Regions from separate parts of the Mus musculus genome. Here regions 1 and 2 are each linked to region 3. Evidence: chromatin contacts called from public HiCAR-type and HiChIP or PLAC-seq data. All regions are on one chromosome and are shown on one strand. Each heading gives the region's core, a stretch centred on a gene start, on an enhancer-like site or on the middle of the called end of the contact. The rest is flanking DNA. Distances are from core to core; before and after follow the strand shown.

Region 1 (2,774 bases), core at 30-2,529, 380 kb before region 3:
AATATCTAGGCAGCTTTATGCCTCTCACAAAGCAATGGTCTCATCCAGGGACTCTGTTGTGCAATGTATACAATACACACACACATACACACATACACATATGCACAAACATATAGCCTACTGTCTTCTGATGAAATACTATATCCAGGGATATGTATTTTCTGTAACCACTGACTTTGGTACTTGATGCACTGATGTAATAACATATCCAAATATTCAAAACTACTGAGTTTATTATAAACCAAGCAAACCTGCTAACTCCCAAGAAGATGAGCATAAGTGTTGTGCTGACTGCCAGCTATTCTAGAAGGATGGTCCTTTCCTGTGTAATTTTTTTCAGCACCGTATCCCATGTTTGTTCATCCAAGATTTGGTTGTGATGTGTGTGGGTGTATGCATGTGACAGCGATGCCTCCAGAGACCAGAGGAGGGCATCCTGTTCCCTGTCGCTGGAGTTTGTCCACCACAGGGGGCAGGAACCCAACTCAGGTCCTTTTAGAAGAGCAGCAAGCACTCTTTTTTTTTGTTGGTTTTTTTTTTTTTTTGTTTGTTTGTTTGTTTTGTTTTTGTTTTTTCGAGACAGGGTTTCTCTGTGTAGTCCTGGCTGTCCTGGAACTCACTCTGTAGACCAGGCTGGCCTCGAACTCAGAAATCTGCCTGCTTCTGCCTCCCAAGTGCTGGGATTAAAGGCATGCGCCACCATGCCTGGCCTGCAGCAAGCACTCTTAACCACTGAGGCATCTCCCCTGCCCAGAGTTAGAGACAGTCCAGAATCTCACTCAAATTCTTTGATATCATCTGGAGGCCTACTGCCTCCTAACGGTACTCCTGCAACTTAGAATGCTTAGAGTTGTATTAATAAAAAAAACCCTATTTCCAGCCTCGCTTGCTTGACTTCCTTGGGTCACACAGCATAAGGCCTCATATTAAGTGTTCCTCTCAATATCTTTGTTAGAGTCATAGGAAAGGCTGTGCTTAGCCTCAGTGGGCAGTGCAGGCTAAAGAATCAGAATTAGTGAGAACAAGCTTCTCCAGGCACCTCACAGGCGGGGACTGAAGGGTCTCTGTAGAACAAGGTTCAGCTCTTCTGTGTGGTCGGATTAATCTGCTCTGCTAGCTGACCCCCTGCAAGGCTGTCTTATCTCAGAAGATAATTTCAGCTGTGCGTGCTCTCTGGGAGATGAAGAAAATGCACCTGCGCCTACCACAAGCCCTCTGAATGTCATCTGATGACACATGTTGACATTCTCACAGCAAACATTCACGACCGGGAGCAGGGCCCTTACTCACCTCTCTGTTCAATATCCCCAGCATGCAGAAGCCCTCCCCGGCCCTACTGCCATTCAACAGACAGACTCAAATGAATCACAGAGGGGAAAATCAGAGTCTTAGCCTCCCAGATACTTCATAACATGGCCATTTCAACAAGAATGATAAAAATCCCTTCACACCCCCTCCCCCAAATCCATCCAGCCTTTCCATTCTCAACCATGACTCTTTCAGCACAAATGCTGTGTCTTAGCCCCTGTATCTACTACACACGTGAACTCAGCCAGCATTCCAAAGGATGTTCTCTGTCAGATACCACCACGGTTGACAATCACATGGACACAGATTAATCTACAGCACATGTGGATTCCTCCCAGCCAATATCATTGAGCAGTAGACCACTAGAAAGCAGATATGGCTGTATGGTTCCAGATTAGCCTTGCAGGGAACAATCTTGCTATGAACATTTATCTGCTCCCCCACCCCACCCCAAATCCTACTGTCTAAATAATTTGCTCTGTGCACTCTAAGTAATTCAGGCAGGATCTCCACACTGGCAGAGGCAGATTTCTGGAGCTGACGAGTGACAGCCTGGGAATGCCAGTGTGCCAGTTAATCCATGTGATCCTTGAGCAGGGTGCTCAGCACGCTATGCTTTTTATTTCTAATCGATGGGAGAGGCAGGCATTGGTTCCTCCTATGGGTGAGAAGATTGTTTAAGAGCAAATGCAACTCTGGGGCCTGCAAAGTGGCTCAGAGGAATAAGGCCTTTGACACCAAATCTGATAACTCGAGTTCAGCCCCTAGGATCCACACGGTAAAAGAGACATGACTCCTACAAGTCGTCCTCCGACCACCGTATGTGTGCCTATACGCACACAAAATATAGAAACAATTTCTCATACAGTCCTGCCAAGCCAAACCACCTGAACAATAAATATCCATGAGCTTGCCCTTGGTCCATAATCATTCATGGAGGATCAAGAGACACTCCCTCAGCAACTGGAAGAAGCCTACATCTTAAAGGAACTCATGCCAGTAGCCTGTCCTGGGAATTACCTGCCTAGCATATAGCTGAAGGTCACCATTCGCAGTTTAGGCTACCCTCTCTGTTTTGCAGAATTCCAGGTAGAATGCTTGACCGTCCAGTGACTCACCTCAAGTTACCGTTCTTAAGCCTAAGCACATTAGTTAACCCCTCTGATCCCAGCTTCCCAGTTGAAGATACAGGGTAGGAACGGTGGCCCTTCTGAGCTGTTTCAACGTGGTGGTCGTTTGATGCATGCACACCCCACATTTTTTTTTCAGACTCCACATTTGATAACTACTAGTTATTTTTACTGTTGTCGTTGATACAGAGTCCTGCCTTATAGTGGAATGAAATTCTTTCCTCTAGAGTCTAAGCTCTCTGCGAAGCAGGGATAGAGAAAAGCTGCTTATTTTTCTAGGGATGCTGAAAGGCGGTTCCTGCTGGCCGCCACGGCAGCACTTGGCTGCAGCAACAG
Region 2 (2,700 bases), core at 59-2,558, 480 kb before region 3:
TCACACATGAATAGCTTTTTCAAGTTCTGGGAATGAAGTTCAACCTACTACGGTACTCTACCAATTACCAATAAGCTTGATCGTGATCATAAGCTCATGGTTTTTTTCTTTTCTCTCTCTCTCTCTCTCTCTCTCTCTCTCTCTCTCTCTCTCTCTTTTTTTTTTTTTTTTTTTTTTTTTGGTAGTTGGGTTTTTCCCCCTACAGGAATCTCACTTACTATGTAGCTCAGGTCGGATTCAAAAGGGATCTTGCTGCTCCAGTCTTCTGAGTGTTGAGATTACGGCTCTGTCTCAAGTAACAGTTATTTTGTTGCCTTTGCTTTGCTTTTACATTTGCATGACACTGTTTCAGTACGCTTTATTTAGCTATTTTTGAATGAACTTGTTTTCGGAAACCTTCAATAACTCAGTGTGAGTGGCGCTATCAACAGCAGAGTTCGGAAACCACTTTCATAGATAAAGAAACTTCTCCAACCACAGCCCTCCGCGCCAGCTTTGGAACCTGAGGCCCAGGAACCACGCCCTTTTCTATAGACCCTATCAACTGATTCATGGTGGCATCAGCACAGTCAAGGCAACGTTCCCTACAACCACCCGGGGACACTTCCTTCTGCACACATTCTAAGCGAGCCACAAACTCCCCAGAAGAAATGAAGTCTGAGGTCGCTGACCTAGCAGACAATCTAGCGTTCATGACGAAGACTGAGTTGAGATTGTAAAGAAGGGCACCCAGTAGTCAAGACTTGAGGTTCTGGTGCCCCCTGGACCTCCCCCAGGTACCCTGCTCCGACTCCACAAAGGCACGTCCCTCAGTTGCAAGGAAATTCACCTGAAATTGCAGAAGTTACGGTCCAGAGTGAGAGAACGCAGTGCGGAAAGCGAAGTGGGACTTCTCACTGCTGGGCCGGAGGCTCCCCCAGCGGCCACACCCAGTCCCCCTCCTGACATCTAGCACGTCTGGAATGCCGCCCCCTCGGCTCCCCGCCCCACAAAGGGTCTCCCCGTTCCGAGGAAACCTCAAGGGGAAGCACGCCCCGACCCCTGCGCCCCGACCCCTCAGGAGAGTGGCATGCAAAGAGCACGGTCACTTGCGGGACACTTTGCAACTCTGTTGCAGGGCCTCGCAGATCACCGGGTGGAGTGGGTCCCTCTCCGTGCCTCCCGGGGTCCCCATCGCCGGAGCCTGCCCGCTCCCCGTTCAGCACCGCAACCCCGAGGCCATAGCGGGCGACCGGGCCGCGCCCCACTTACCTGGGCCGGGCACGTATCGCTGAGAGCCTCCCTTGAAGCGGAGCAGCCCGGCTGGGCTGGGTGGGGCTTTTATACCCGCCCCATCCTCCCAGCGCGAGGCCGCCCCACATCCCCTCCCTCCCCGGCCTGTTCCCACCCTGCTGGGTGACTCATCCAACTTGGAACGTAGCCCAAGCCCAGTCCTGCCCTACGTGACAGCTCCACCGCCTCCCCAGGCCCTACAAGTATCCACCCATTTCCCCCGCCCAAATCCCCTTACTCCTAGAGTACAGGGCCCTGCTCAGGCTGGCTCTGGGTTATTAAGATTTCAGCTGCTTGGCTTGCCCAACTCACTTCTTTTGCTTTTAAAAGGCTTCTAGGCAGCGAGGTAATGGAGGGTAGAATTGTTTCAAGGCGCATATATTTGGATTCCTCTGAACTGGGCCGTTGGCACCCAGCTCTCCATCACTGTCTGCAAACATATTAGCTTAACCTCTGGTCACCAGCTGGAGCAGTGTGAGGAGGGTGTTCGCTTGGCCCTGCTTTACACAGTCTACTCCGCCTTGTAAATCAAAGCGGAGAGGCCTCTAACCAGCTAGGGAGACTAAGAGGTAAGGCTAGAAGGTACCTCCTTCCCCCAGTACTCCAATACACCCCAGGTCCTACGGTCTTTTCCTAATTGTAGGTTATTGAAGGTTTTTCCCCCTTCTCATTCCTTGACAAACTGTTTCTCTGGGTCATATTGTTTCTTTTCTAGCTTGCTTTTCCAGGAAACAACGCAGTAGTGAACTGTGTTTGTGGGTGACTGTTCACACCGCATTAAACTTCAAGCTAGCAAGAGAGCTGGAAATACCTTAAACACTAGTTTTGGTTCTTTTGTTTTGTTTTGTTTTGTTTTGTTTTTGTTTTTCAAGGCAGGGTTTCTCTGTATAGATCTGGTTGTCTGGAGACTAGGCTCGTCTGGAATCAGAGATCTGCCTGCCTCTGCCTCCCCAGTGCTGGAATTAAAAGTGTACACCACCACCGCTGCCCAGTCACACTAGGTCTTTCAACTCCGTCCTTGCAGAGTCTACCTCTCTGCTTTCTCTAGGTTCTAACGATTCTCTTCCATCTAGTTGTGTGTGCTTGTGGTTCACTCGTATCACACGTGGTCACGTGTATCACACATGACCTGCAAGGCGCTGTCAGCCTCTAGGATGCTGTCCCTTCAGAGCACCCACCTTGGCCCAGCTTGTTATTTGAGACAAGGTATCTCTTTGGCCTGGAGCTCACAAATTAGGCAAGATTGGTTGGCCAAAAAGCCTTCTACCTGAACTTGGAACAGAACTCAGGTTCTTAAGCTACAAGATCTTAGGCCACTATCTTCCCAGCCCTGGTCCCTTCTGATATCAACATCTGTTTATACTTTCCACTACGGTCTCAATTCACTCCTAGGAACCAAAGGATGACAGTTAGGGGAAGAGATAGGCA
Region 3 (2,731 bases), core at 73-2,572:
CCATGTATGCCCACTGCATGTTTGACACAAAAACCACGCCTAAGTGGGATACACATACAAAACACTGCTTCATGCTTTTTATTCCACAGTGAACACTGATTTTCTTGTCTTACTGGGAAACTTAAAAAAAGATTTTTTGATTCATGATATTCTTCATGATTCAGTTGTTTTTCTTGTTTGTTTGTCTGTCTGTTTTTACAACCTACACATCCTAAAGAAACATTTATTTTATTTATTAAAATACTGTTTATATCCCCCAATTTAATAGGTTTTTGAAAAATGACATATTTAAACTAAAGGAAATTCCTCTTCCAATTTATTGTTAAATAGTCACAAGTACCTTCTAGTGAGACACATGTGACTGGTGGGTACCACACAACTTTTTAGACCTTGCCATCACATTGGAAACCCACACCCTCAATTCCTATTCCATACTGATTTTCTTGATGTCACACTTGACATTATAGTGATTGCCCAAAACCCCAGTTTTGCACTGTTGTGACATCATTAAATGTAGAGGACTCCAGTAGTGGAACTGTGAGCTCCTTGAACAAGGCGTTCACATGAGTCTGACAGATGTCACAAATCACTGTTTTCCTCCACTGTTTAAATATTTCCTGGCACCCCTCTGAGTATGCAGTAAGACACAGGGGCTCATTGCCTGGGAACCAGGAGACTAATCAACAAGAATGAGTCAGACTCTCCTATGCCACTGTTTGAGAAATATGAATGAGACTACCCCAGACGTAACCCTGAATCACAGCAACTTTCGGGCACGCCATTTGAACTCATTCTTTCCATAATTTTTCGTTTATAATATGCCTTAAATATTTTTATTTTTTTTAAGTGTGTGTGAGAGTTTTGAATGCCTGTTGTGCACCTGCATGCGCTCATGAAGCGTGGATGTCAGAGCCTGACACTTAGCATCGCCCTTAGTAGATCTCCATCTTATTTTTCGAGACCAGGTCTCTCACGTGGAGCTTGTTGATTTGGCTAGGCTGGATGGCCAGTGAGCTTCAGTGATCCCCTGGAGCTGAGGTTTTACACACATACGCACACACACACATACACACACACACACACACACACACTGTTACTCCCAGGTTTTTCTATGGGTGCTGGGGATCATTAAAACTTAAGTCTTTATGCTTGCATAGTAAGCACTTGACCCATTGATTTATCAACACAAAGCACTATAAATATCACACACACACACACACACACACACACACACACACACACACACACACACACTCCAGTCATCTTAACAGTGTCATATAGTCAGATAAGGTCAGACTTTTGGAGATTCTGACAAGTCCTTGCTCACGTCAGTTTTAAGATTAGCAAAGGTCACCTCAGCATAGCTGTATGCTTATCAGGTGGTTCTGTGCTGTGCTCAGCTTCTTGTACTCTTATTTCAGACACGGAAGGGAATCTCCTTTACACGTGGGGATAGTACAACACCCGAGCCTCCGACCCTAAGTCTGCTGTTCTGAACTTAGCTGCAGGCAGAGAGAAGCGCCAGGCTTCTCTGTCCTTTACTAAGAACAGGCTTCACCTTTTCTCACTAAAACTCCATCCTGGGTCATTTTCTAGGTATCATACGGTGAAAAGAAAGTGTTAGCCTTGTTCTAGAAGAGGAACTGGGGCAGGGCTGCTTTTCTCACTGCTCTGACAAAATATCTGGCAAGAGGAACCTAAAAAAGGAAGGGTCTGTTTGACTCCAAGTTCAAAGGTACAGTCCACCATGGTGGGGAATGCAGGACAGCAGCTGCAGCTGGTCACACCACAGCCGCAGTCAGTGAACACAGAGGAATACTAGGGCTCGGCTCACTTTGTCCTTATTCAGTGTCGGATAGATAAGCCCTTAGAATGGCACTGCCCCACCCACCTCAGTTAACCTCATCTAGAAACTCCCTCATAGAAATGTCTAGAAGCTTGTTTCCATGGTGATGCTAGATCCTGCCATGCTGGTGGTCAGTAGTAATTATGACAGAGAGAGAAAGAGAAAGGAAAGTTATGTTAGTTAACACTTAATGATTACCTGAGAAGAAAGGGGCTTGACTTAAAGTCTCTGTCATTTCTGTGTCCCAAGTATGCAAATATTCCCACCATGGATGGGTGATGTCAATGAATTTGGGGTTAAGAAGTGGCTATCACCTCCGAACAGAAGATTTCATATTTTCTCTTCCTCTCCTTTATCTTCCTCCTCCTCTTTCTTCTCTCCCCCTCTCTCATTTTTTTTAACTCCTCTGGTTTTTTTTTTTTCCACATAGGATTTCATGCAGTGCACGCTGGCCTTGAACTTGCTGTTTATCTGAGACAGACCTTGAACTTCTGATCCTCCTGCTTCGACCTCCCAAGTGCTGGAATCACAGGTAAGACATGAGTCACCCACCACACCTGGCTTATGCAGTCCTGACAAGTAAATCCAGGGATTCACGCATGGGAGGCAAGCACTTTACCACAGGATCCACATTCCCTAACCCCTTTCCTTTGCTTCTACGGCAGCCTGTGGAAGGCTTTGACTCAGGGCACATGTGTGCTTCAACTCTTGGCTCAAGTTTCATATATATCCTAATTGAAAAAAATTAATCTAAAAAAATAAGGTTGGAGATGTGTGTGTGTGTGAGAGAGAGAGAGAGAGAGAGAGAGAGAGAGAGAGAGAATGAATGGACCTTGGAGAGAAAGCGCAATGAGCCTAAGCAGTGCTGGAGTGGATGTCTTCCTC

What was found. HiCAR-type assays count read pairs that join an accessible place to other places. HiChIP or PLAC-seq counts read pairs in DNA pulled down with a chosen protein or histone mark.
Region 1: a HiCAR-type map of Th17 cells shows a contact between it and region 3, with 3 times the contacts expected there. The contact joins two enhancer-like sites. A contact is called at or near these places in 8 of 484 Hi-C or Micro-C datasets (Th2 cells, double positive thymocytes, embryonic fibroblasts and 3 more) and 5 of 115 datasets of contacts at active chromatin or transcription factors (Th17 cells, embryonic fibroblasts, fibro-adipogenic progenitors and 2 more).
Region 2: a contact with region 3 is called in an H3K27ac HiChIP or PLAC-seq map of thymic regulatory T cells, with 7 times the contacts expected there. The contact joins the promoter of Anxa2 here to the enhancer-like site in region 3. A contact is called at or near these places in 4 of 39 promoter capture datasets (hippocampal neurons, liver and pre-B cells), 1 of 115 datasets of contacts at active chromatin or transcription factors (thymic regulatory T cells) and 1 of 9 other capture datasets (embryonic stem cells).

The regions. Positions count from the first base shown.
Region 1 is chr9:69,344,231-69,347,004 of GRCm38.p6, reverse strand. The region is part of intron 2 of Rora (RAR-related orphan receptor alpha); the gene reads right to left. Among named protein-coding and RNA genes, the nearest start is that of Gm15511, 19 kb to the left of the region's middle. Within about 2 kb of position 1,279, at least 16 of the 459 cell types and tissues checked have an H3K27ac peak or open chromatin away from gene starts, as enhancers often do. A contact at or near this core is called in Th17 cells, regulatory T cell precursor and thymic regulatory T cells, where this site is marked.
Region 2 is chr9:69,452,291-69,454,990 of GRCm38.p6, reverse strand. It overlaps Anxa2 (annexin A2), which reads right to left and starts at 1,308. Exons shown (of 13, transcript NM_007585.3): 1 at 1,252-1,308.
Region 3 is chr9:68,968,237-68,970,967 of GRCm38.p6, reverse strand. The region is part of intron 1 of Rora (RAR-related orphan receptor alpha); the gene reads right to left. Among named protein-coding and RNA genes, the nearest start is that of Gm31262, 150 kb to the right of the region's middle. Within about 2 kb of position 1,322, at least 7 of the 459 cell types and tissues checked have an H3K27ac peak or open chromatin away from gene starts, as enhancers often do. A contact at or near this core is called in Th17 cells, regulatory T cell precursor and thymic regulatory T cells, where this site is marked.